Regions from separate parts of the Pan troglodytes genome. Here region 2 is linked to region 1. Evidence: chromatin contacts called from public Hi-C data. All regions are on one chromosome and are shown on one strand. The core of a region is the stretch at or near the end of the contact, and the rest is flanking DNA. Distances in the headings are between cores, read along the strand shown.

Region 1 (5,569 bases), core at 1,027-3,526:
TCAATTCAAACACAAGATATGAGGAAATTAAAAGCGAATTTACATTTTGGTACATATGAATGAAAATGGCTTGAAAATTTACTTTGTTAAAAGCTCAACCAGATTCAGGCAAGAGGTGTGAAGGCTGGTTAATAACAGCAATGCCACGTTGCCTTTCTTTAATGAATGGCCGATTATGAGGGCTCTTTCTTTGGTTGTGAAGGGTTAGGCCAAGAATATTGATCCCCTAGAAGCCAAGAACTAAAACCAAATCTTTCCTATTTTGAAATGTGGGAAGTTTCATTTGGTGAATAGACAAGCACACAAATAGTCATTTTCTTCTTATGACACCTTTGTTTCCCACAGTTCAACATTCTTGGACTTGAGAGTGTTCAAATTTGGCTCATTTAATATCACTAGACAGACAATATTGTAAATGTATACTGGAAAAAACTATATCCAAGGAACCTTACATATATTATTCCTATAAGACATTGCACATGTAAGCATACATTTCAATCATATATACAAACATTTCTAATGTAATAATTTATTGCAGTAGATTTTTACACTTAAATTTGAATAGTATAAAATCACTTAACTCACTAATATAAAACACATTTTCACAATCCTTCTCCCTTTTTATGTGTCAAAATAATTTTCACGATTAAATTTAACTTTATTCACAATATTTAGTGAATAACAGATTTCATGTTTTGTGGCCTATATATACATATGTTCTTTATGTGCCAGTGTATAGTATTTTTGTCTCAAACCTATAAGTCAGTAGGTGAAAAGCTCAGGGACGATAATTTTGTAGTTTATCATCACAAAACAGTATATTTAATATTCCAGTCTATGTAATTACACATGCTAGTGTTTTCCCATTGCTCCAGCCAGAGTCTGTGAATGACAAGAGTGTCTTTACAGAGCCTGTAAAGGAATATGGTTCTGGAGAAATCAGTCCAATTATTTTAACAATGCAAGGGCATAACCGATACAAAATAAGCTTGTCAATACGACATCTTCAGAAAAACAAAAACCCACATAGATGCCACTGCTGTTCACAGTTTTGTTATCACGACTGTAATTTTTAAGTCACTATTCTTTTATTAAAATGAACAAAACAAGCCTAACTTTTACATAAATCTGATGGCCTGAAACAGTTTTAATTCACGTTCATAATTACAATCAAAGCTTTTGTGTCTGTGTGTGTGTGTGTGTGAGAATGAACTGAACATAAATCGTAGGAAGACTTAAAGAGTTAACCGTTTCTAGATGTTCCTACTTGCACATACCACAGGGCTAGGTCAAATCCAAACTGCCAAAGAAAGAAGGCAAGCAAGTTCTCCCTGAAGGGCAGGCCACCATGTGAATAAAACCTCCAGACAGATCATGTTCTAAATGTGCCGCAGCATACCAAGAAGTGAGGAAAATATGGAAACAGAATCATGCTGTTTGACTTCTGCATCGTGTTAACTATTTTTTTTAAAAACTGCTCTAACTACTAAAGAAGGAAATTATGCTTAGCATAAAAATATTCCAGCACTGAGTGATTGGTACGTTTTACTTCTCTCTTCCAGGGAAACTACTTACACTTATTGATTTTAAACACCTTCACCTTAGCAGCGCATGTAAGTGAGACACTGTAAGTTAACTGTACCTTAAAGAGATCAGTATATAGATGGTTCTGGCGACCAGGATTACAACAAAAGACAAACAACACAGAATTTTTAAAGAACTGAATAGTCAGTCAAGGATGCATACTCTCAGCCTGGGCTAGCTCTTTTTTGGAAAGGTTGCCAAGAATGTCCTTATTCCCTCCAGAGTTATTTTTCACTCCACTACCTCTGACTGGGTGCATCGCCAGTGCAAGAAAATGCGAGAAGCCTCTGTTTCTGTTGCAAGCAACACCTGGACCTCCAAGGAAAATGAGCACTTTCTTGCTAGGAACAGTCTCCAACATTTTCAAGGGTGAGTCTCCCCTTCTCCAGGTTTAACCCTCTTCCTCCGTAGTTGGAGAGGCTCTCCTACTAGTGCCCGCCGCCTTCTTCCTCCCGGCGAGGATTCCAGGGCCGCAACCAGGGCAGCTGCACGCCAGGCCGGCCTGGGTAGCCGGGATGACACCAGGGGTTGCCAACGCCAAACAGTGCGCAGACTCCCCGGCGCGCTCCGGACTCTCCACTCGCCTAAACCTGCTCTCAAGTGAAAAGGAATGGGAGGAGGAGGATTGGGAGGGGGCGGGGGGCGGAGGGGATCTGTTAATTCGAGGTCCTGGGGGTGTGGGAGCGGGAGGCGGCTCCGCTGATCCCTCCTCCCTCCCCGAGTCCTGGGCTCCACCTCCTCCGCAGGCCCCCAGATATACACACACAGCCGCGGCTGGACATGCACACCCAGTGCCGGCTCCGGGCGCGCACACACGCAGGTAGCCACACTCACCTGAGCCGGTGCAGAGGGCGGCCTGGGCTGGGAAGGGGCCCCCTGCGCCGCGGGAGTGGGGAGAGCGGGAGGTGCCACAGCGCGGACCTGCGAACTGAGGTGATGGCCCGTTTTCCTTAACTCTCCTCCAGCACCTCCGCCCCTGCGCCGGCTCGGCTCTGGCCACAGCAGCGAGGACAGAGGGGCCCCGGGCGCGGCGGACTCGCGGGCGCACGCTCCCAGGAGCGCGCCGAGAGGGGCGCCGCAGCGCAGGAAACTTGGGCGAAGTTAGTTGCAAGTGCCAGGCGGCTGCCGAGAAGAGCGAGGCGGGGACGCGGCCGGTGCCAGGCCTGCGGCGCCGCGTGGAGGCTGCGCTGCCCTCCGCGGCCGGCGAGCTCCGGGAGCCCTAAGTCGGCAGGCGCACCTGAAGGGGCTCGGAGCGAACGGAGCCGGCATGGCCCGGGGGACGGCCAGACGCGGCTCCTTGGCGAGCCGGGAGAATTTCCTCTGAGGCCGGGCGACCCACGCTTGCTCAAGCCTCATCCACCCTCCTTCCTCGCCCCACCCGTCAGTCCAGCAGCGGCAGAGGAAGACTCGAGAGGCAGGTGCTGCGGGGGACAGCTCCCCCCTCTAAAAAAAAAAAAAATCACCCAGCCGATTGGGGGTTTCCCATCGGCGCACCCTGCCCGGAGCCAAGAAGACAGGCTGGTGCTGCTGTATTTGTATTTATATCCATTGCTGCGCTCTGCGTTCTCGTGGCACGCCTGGACACTCCTCCGCCTCCCCCTCCTCTTCCTCCTCCAGGGCCACCTCCCCGCCTTCCCCACCCCCATCTGCTTCTGTCAAATGAGAAAGTCACCGAGGAGAACCCAAACACTCCAGCCGCTGAGAGCCCCCTTTGGCACTTGGCAGCACGCGGCGGCGGGCTCCTCGGCTCAACTTCGAGGAGTCTCCGCGACGCAACTTTTGGGGACGCTTTGCATTTAAGAGAGAACGACCGAGGAGGAGGAGCGCTCTGCCCGGCCGCCGCTACCTGCGGGGAGCTCACCAGCAAACGCCACTGCAGACGAAGGACCCAAAGAACGTAAAGGGCAAACTGCCGCCGCGGGGAGGGGGCACCGCCGAGAAGTTAGAGTGTCCCAGAGACAACCTGCCCGAGCGCTCGGCCGGAGACACTAGGGCGGCCCGGGGCGCGGCGTGGCCCTGGGCTGGTCCCCCAGCCCCCTCCTCCGGGGCGGGAGCGACGCCGGGGCGCGACGAGCCCCGGCCGGCCGAGCGGGTCTCCGCGGGCAGCCAACATTGATTTCCTCCGGGCCGAGGGCGAGGGCCCGGGCGGCGGCGGGCTGCAGCCGCGGCAGGGCGAGAGCATGTCCAAGCCGGTGGACCACGTCAAGCGGCCCATGAACGCCTTCATGGTGTGGTCGCGGGCTCAGCGGCGCAAGATGGCCCAGGAGAACCCCAAGATGCACAACTCGGAGATCAGCAAGCGCTTGGGCGCCGAGTGGAAACTGCTCACAGAGTCGGAGAAGCGGCCGTTCATCGACGAGGCCAAGCGTCTACGCGCCATGCACATGAAGGAGCACCCCGACTACAAGTACCGGCCGCGGCGTAAGCCCAAGACGCTGCTCAAGAAGGACAAGTTCGCCTTCCCGGTGCCTTACGGCCTGGGCGGCGTGGCGGACGCCGAGCACCCTGCGCTCAAGGCGGGCGCCGGGCTGCACGCGGGGGCGGGCGGCGGCCTGGTGCCTGAGTCGCTGCTCGCCAATCCCGAGAAGGCGGCCGCGGCCGCCGCCGCCGCCGCCGCACGCGTCTTCTTCCCGCAGTCGGCCGCTGCCGCCGCCGCTGCCGCCGCCGCCGCCGCCGCGGGCAGCCCCTACTCGCTGCTCGACCTGGGCTCCAAAATGGCAGAGATCTCGTCGTCCTCGTCCGGCCTCCCGTACGCGTCGTCGCTGGGCTACCCGACCGCGGGCGCGGGCGCCTTCCACGGCGCGGCGGCGGCGGCTGCAGCGGCGGCCGCCGCCGCCGGGGGGCACACGCACTCGCACCCCAGCCCGGGCAACCCGGGCTACATGATCCCGTGCAACTGCAGCGCGTGGCCCAGCCCCGGGCTGCAGCCGCCGCTCGCCTACATCCTGCTGCCGGGCATGGGCAAGCCCCAGCTGGACCCCTACCCCGCGGCCTACGCTGCCGCGCTATGACCCCGCGGGGCCGCCTCGCGAGGACCGGTGTGCACACGTGTACATATGTATAGGTACGAGCGCTGCGGCCTCCCCGTGCGCCCTCCCGCGACCGGGGGCCCGGTTTGTATGTACATAGAATGTATAGGTGCCAGGCAGAGGCAGAGAGGCCAGGCGGGGCAGGAGTGGCCAAGCGCGCGAGGGCGCGGGCGAGCAGGCCTGTGAATTCGCAGGATCATTTCAGACCCGCACTTCGGCAGCCAACTCGAAAGCAGGCGGTTGTGTCCGGCAGCAGTTGGCGTTTGCTTTGCACTTCGGAACCTGTTGCGTTTTGACCCACGGAGGTGGAGGAGTAACTTTTTGACATGTTGGCCTTTCCAGTTTTGTTGGAAGTTTCATGGTCGGTTTTGTTTTTGTTTCTCATTCTTCTTCCTCGCCCCTCAGCCCCCCAACCCCCAACCCCCTCCCGGTCCGTGTTGCATGCACGCTGTTCAAATGTGAGGTCTGAAATGGCTGGCACACGGGAAAAGCTGCTTGTGTCATTCGTTTCTGGGAGTGGGATGGCTCTGAGCAGCCTCGCCTCCCTGTTTGTACTATTTGAACTTTGCAGATCTCTGTTCTCTCAAGCAGAACTCCCAACCGGATCCATTCTTGACCAGTGACCGGCTCGAATCTGGCCTTTTGTGTGAGATGATCACGGTTTCTTTTGTTTATCACGCCATTTGCAAATCAGAGCAAGAGCTCTTTCTCAAGGGCAAGAAACGCAAACAAGAAATATTTGTGAGATGAAAGTTGTCAATTGGATTTTCTTCCTAAACAAACAACAACAACAAACTACTAGAAGTCTCCCTGAGTCCACTCGCTTGGATTTCTGACACAGTTTACAAAAAAGGAAAAAGGCACTGCTCCTATTTTCCCTTATGGCTGAGTTCACCTTAAGATTGTAAATGTGTATATGTCAGTGAAAACATTGAGGCTTGGAAAATGTGTTATTT
Region 2 (5,569 bases), core at 1,548-4,047, 390 kb before region 1:
TTCACATCACAGCAGCAAAGGGCTTCGTCTGTTGCCCTGCTTGGGGAAGCTGGTAAGGCTTCCTGGTTATTCCTGAGCCATATGTAGGGGAGAAGGAGGCACATATGGCAGGAAGTGCAGGAGTTTAGGATATCTACAGGGACACTGCAGTGTGGAATAGCTGCATCAGGAGGTTTGAGACAAGGCATTAGAGGAGATCAGATGGAGAGATGCAGAGGGGCCAGATCACAAGAAGGCTTGTTTCTTAAGCACAGGAATTTAGAGTTTAGAGATTTGGGTGGAAGGATATGGAGAGGAATGGGAGACTGTCAGAAAGATGGGGTTGTACCAGCATCAGGAAAACAAGAAAGGATACTGGTTTGGACAAGTTTCTCTTTAGGACATCCAGGTCAGAATGCCTTGTGTGGCTAATGAAAGCCCTTGCTTCTGAATAGGGGGCCCACATTGCAGGATAGTCGATCCCCTCAGGCATGTATCATTCACAAGGCTGTGTCCCAGTAGAAGGCCAGTTAGGTTTGCACACCACCGTGAATGCTTTACTAGATCAACTGTTAAAGCTGTCATATATCTTGCCAATCCTGTCAAATTATAGTTGCTTGCAAAATTGGAGCTGTTCTCAATTCTAAAATTAAAAGGAAGCCAGCATCATTTATGTGGTCTGTTTAGGGTGATTCTACCTCAGGATATCAGAGCCATGAAAATTCCCTTTGCCACTGCTCTTGGTTCTCTAGGAAAAGCTTCAGGTTTTGTTTTTGTTTTTGTTTTCTGTTTTTTTGTTTTTGAGGTGGAGTCTCGCTCTGTCGCCCAGGCTAGTGTGCAGTGGCGTGATCTCAGCTCACTGCAAGCTCTGCCTCCCAGGTTCACGCCATTCTCCTGCCTCAGCCTCCCAAGTAGCTGGGACTACAGGTGCGTGCTACCACGCCAGGCTAATTTTTGTATTTTTAGTAGAGACAGGCTTTCACCGTATTGGCCCGGCTGGTCTCGAACTCCTGACCTCGTGATCCACCCACCTCAGCCTCCCAAAGTGCTGGGATTACAGGCGTGAGCCACCGCGCCCGGCCCAGCTTCAGGTTTTAAAGGTGTGAGTGTTGAGTGTGCTACTGTGAATAAGATTAGATGTGACTGGGCCAGGTGTGGTAGTTCACACCTGTAATCCCAGCACTTTGGGAGGCCAAGGTGGGTGGATCACTTGAGGTCAGGAGTTTGAGACCAGCCTGGCCAACATGGTGAAACCCCATCTCTACTAAAAATACAAAAATTAGCTGGGTGTGGTGGCAGGCCCTTGTAATACCAGCTACTTGGGGGGCTGAGGCAGGGAGAATTGCTTGAATCCAGGAGACAGTGGTTGCAGTGAACCAAGATTGTGCCATTGCACTCCAGACAGGGCGAGACTCGATCTAAAAAAAAAAAACAAAAAAAAAGGTGTGACTAGATATCACTTGTAAGTAAATAACTTCAAAGTATAATGTAGGGGCCAGGTGTGGTGGTCCATGCCTGTAATCCCAGAACTTTGGGAGGCCGAAGTGAGAGGATTGCTCAAGGTCAGGAGTTCAAAACCAGCCTGGGCGACATAGTGAGACCCCTTCTCTATAAAAATAATAAAAGACTTTGCCAGAGATGGTGTCTCATGGCTGTAGTCCTAGCAATTTGGGAGGCCGACCTGGAAAGAACTCTTGAACCCAGGAGTTTGAGACCAGCCTGAGGATTATGGTGAGACCCTGTCTCTACAAAAAAATAAAACAATTAGCTAGTTGTAGTGGTGCGTGCCTGTAGTCCCAGCTACTCTGGAGGCTGAGTCAGGAAGATCACTTGAGCCCAGAAGTTCGAGGTTGCAGTGAACCACAGTTGTGCCACTGCACTCCAGCCTGAGCAACAGAGCCAGACCCAGACTCAAAAGAACCAAAAAATAATAATAAAAAATTTCAAGTGTAGTGTAGGATGGAATGGGAGAGGCTTGGAATCATCCTTCTTAAGTTTGACTCCTAGCTGTACCACTTACTTTCTCTTTCCTCACAAAGCCACATGCTACATCTCTGTAAAATGGAGAAAATTCTACCTATTCCATGAGGGTTATTGTGAGGATAAAATGAAGTCATTTCAATAACATTCTTAGCATAACATCTAAGCTCACTAAATAAAAGGTATTTTTTAAATACTACGTATATTTTTAAGTGGGAGAAATAGCCTGACAATGACATTATGCTGCATTAAGGTAATTGTCAGACAGTTACCAGAACCCATAAGTATTAGGACATGAGTTTGTATTCCAGATATTAGGTTTATTATCCCTGAAGGCTTTAATGGCTATTTTCTCTTTTGGAACCACAGTATCAAAATCAGTTGTTTTCAGAATAAACCAGTGAGCACTAAATATCTCATAATAACGTAATTTTCATAATATTGCTGAAACTTCCTTGGCCCTTGATAACATTGAGTGTAGAGTCTGAGTTATCTAGACTTCTGCTAGCTAAAATCTTTGCCTCTAAGAAGTCTTCCTACTAGAAAAAAACAAATGAAAAATGAAGATAAGATGCAGAGGTTGGATTTAGGCATTTTAATTTTTTCTGTTTAAATTTGGGAGTGCTCTGAGTATGCTAACTTGCACACAGCTGCACTCAGCAAAATAGTGTAATTTATTGAGGCACACGGAATTGCAAAACCTTTCTTCCCTACACACCCCTCATCTAAAAAAAAAAAAAAATCAGCAGCTTGACTGAGCTTAAATAACTGACTTTTCATATCCTTTCATGGAACACAAAGGACTAATCCTGAGGCTACTTGAGCCACCAATGCAGGCAGCAGTGGAGACCACCACTGAATGTGCCAGTCCCTCCTCCCACAAACAAAACACGTTGACTGCAGCTTTATGAAGTGAAATGCCCAAGAAAAAGAAAATGTGAAGGAGGTGTCCTCAGTCATTTCTTCCCCAGGGGGGTGGGAGGGCAGGATGAGGGGCAGGAGAAAAAGCTGCTGCATCTGGATGTGGAGAACAAAGCCATCCTAAGACTTGAGTATAATAGGTTGGGTCACTCGCTTTTATAGAAGCAAAAGAGTGGAACTGCCTTGACTTGTCTCAGTACCACTGACCCTTACATTTCATTGTGTAGAGATGTCAGGGAAAGTGTGTAGAAAGCACACTGAACAATGACTTTGTCATTTTGAGATTTCTGAGGTTTGTTCACCCCTTCCCCCAACTCCTACCCTCAAATCCCCATTGGACAAAAGAGATCGTTAGGTCGCCTTGCCCTCATTTGAAAGATCTCTGTTTTACTGAGTCTTTCAAAAGTAAACTCATCCATTTTAACTGAATCACAGTGTTTTCATGCTTTCAAAGTCAACAAAAGAGTTTTAGTCACTGCATTTACAAGGATGGACTAGTCTGTGAAAATGCCAGCCCTAGAGATAATGATTCATGCCAACTGCCACATTAAAGTGGATTTCCTTGTTAATAGACAGGGCAGTTGATGACATGAGTTACTGGAAATATTTGCCAACTCTTGACCCCTGGATTTCTGAGATCAGGATGATAGGATTCACACAGGCCCACTCTAACAATTCCTTTACCTTTTCTTTTTTAATGAAAGATGCAATGGTTGGGTTTTTTCCAGTGTGATAGCACATGTAGAAAGCAGTACTGTCACCATTAGTGTGGTGACAGTTAATCACTGGGGACCCTCCCAGGCTTCCCAGGCTGGCAACCAGTGTTCCAATTTTTCCCAGCATGTGTGTTCCAATGATAATGTTTGTAGTTTAACAAGAAGCTAATTAAGACCTAAAGAAAAAAATTAAGAGTCTCATTTTTATCAAGTCTGGTGGTATTCAGCAGAGCATAGAACTTTCCATTCTGGCATATTGGATGATGTCCATTGCAAAACAATAGTGGCCATTCATGGTGCTTTCTCTTCTTGTCATCTTGCATCCTTAGTAATGATAAAATGGACAGCTATTACCCAGGAGAGGAAAATGGCTAAATGTTTACTTAATTGAGGACCTTTAAATTCTCTCTATGCTATTCTTGAGTGATTACATTCATTTTTGTCTGTATACTTACTGAGTTTTCTTGATAAGATGAACAAAAAAAGGTTTGGACTGGAGAACTTGCCTGAGTTTTATTAAAATCTTGCAGTCACTATTTTATATATGGATGTATCACTTCCATCTGATGTGGGGCATGGGTAAGTGTAATCTGTTCTGCTTGTGAGTTTTGTGACTTACTTGTTTTCTTTCAGCCCTTTCCCTGGGTCCATTGACTTAGTGTTCTCTCTCATTTGCATTGAGTCACGAAGCCGATAGTGCCGCTTGTGCATCACAGCAAAGGGCCAGCCACCTATGGGACTCGTATCAAACATGGATCAGGAGCCATTTTTGTTCTAGGGCCCACGGGCTGGTTACCATTAGTTCTCACATTTGCCCTCTTTCCTACCCTCAATGCACCTGAGGAGATCATCTCTTAGCGTTATGGTTGTGTATTGATACACTGCCCAACCTCTGCCTGAACATGGCCAAAGGGATGGGAATGAAATTCTAGTGTCATAATATTTTTTACCCTATCTATTTTTATTGAAGTATAGTTTATATACAATAAAATCGACAGTTTTTTTAGGTTGAATTTTACTAATTGTGTGCATTCCAATATCCACCCTCTAAAACAAGATGTAGAGCATTTCCATCTCCTCAGGAAGATGATTGCTCCTCTGCAGTCAATTTTCACACCTCTACACCTCTTCCAGATTTCTGTCAACATCAATTAGTTTTCCTGTTCTTGAACTACATATAAATGGAACCAATAATTTTTCTGTGGCTGGATTCTTTTGTTCACCATGTTTTTGAGTTCTGTGTATGTTTCAGTGGTTCATTTCTTTGTTTTCTTTTTCTGAGTGATATTTCATTGTATGATGACATCAACATTTATTTGTCTACTCTCTGATTGATGGGTATTTGAATTGTTGCCAGTTTTGAGCAATGAATGTTCTTATAGAAGTGTTTATGGGTACACTACATATGTTTTCATTCATCTCAGATAAAATTCATAGGAGTGGAATTGCTGGGTTCGTAAAGTTCACTTTAAAAACCAAAAATCAAACTATGACAAGGATTTTTATAATGGTTGTACTATTTTACACACCCAGCAGCAATATATGAGCATTCTAGTTGCTCCACATCCTCGACGACATTTAGTATGATCAATCTTTTTGTTTTTATTCTTTTTAGTAGAGTATAGATGATCCGTTTGCATTGCCTTGATGATTAATATTGAGCTTTTTTCATACAGGCTAATTGGCCATTCATGTGTCTTATTTTCTGGAATACTGGTTCAGATCTCCTGCCAGCTTTTTAAAACGTGTTTTTAAAAATCTTGTTGATTTTTTAGTTTTTAATATACATAAGTGTATTTGTATATGTTTAATATTAGGCATTTGTGAATATTTCCTGTTTTGCAAATTGTGGTTTTTAATACATTTGCTTATTTCGTCTTCACTGGAGAACTTTTTGCATGAAACTGTTCATAATCTCACATTTGTCCATTTAATGTCTTTATAATCTATAGTGAAATTTCTTCTTTTATTCC

What was found. Hi-C and Micro-C count contacts between places; a contact is called where the count stands out from the background.
Region 2: a contact with region 1 is called in a Hi-C map of stem cell-derived neural progenitor cells, with 5 times the contacts expected there. The contact joins the enhancer-like site here to the promoter of SOX21 in region 1. A contact is called at or near these places in 1 of 7 Hi-C or Micro-C datasets (stem cell-derived neural progenitor cells) and 1 of 1 datasets of contacts at active chromatin or transcription factors (stem cell-derived excitatory neurons).

What each region holds. Positions count from the first base shown.
Region 1 is chr14:100,318,838-100,324,406 of NHGRI_mPanTro3-v2.0_pri, reverse strand. SOX21 (SRY-box transcription factor 21) reads left to right here and starts at 2,276. Exons shown (of 1, transcript XM_016925450.4): 1 at 2,276-5,569. The coding sequence starts at 3,765. The coding sequence ends at 4,595.
Region 2 is chr14:100,708,484-100,714,052 of NHGRI_mPanTro3-v2.0_pri, reverse strand. All of the region lies in intron 20 of ABCC4 (ATP binding cassette subfamily C member 4), which reads left to right. Among named protein-coding and RNA genes, the nearest start is that of ABCC4, 200 kb to the left of the region's middle. Within about 2 kb of position 2,797, at least 4 of the 24 cell types and tissues checked have an H3K27ac peak or open chromatin away from gene starts, as enhancers often do. A contact at or near this core is called in stem cell-derived neural progenitor cells, where this site is marked.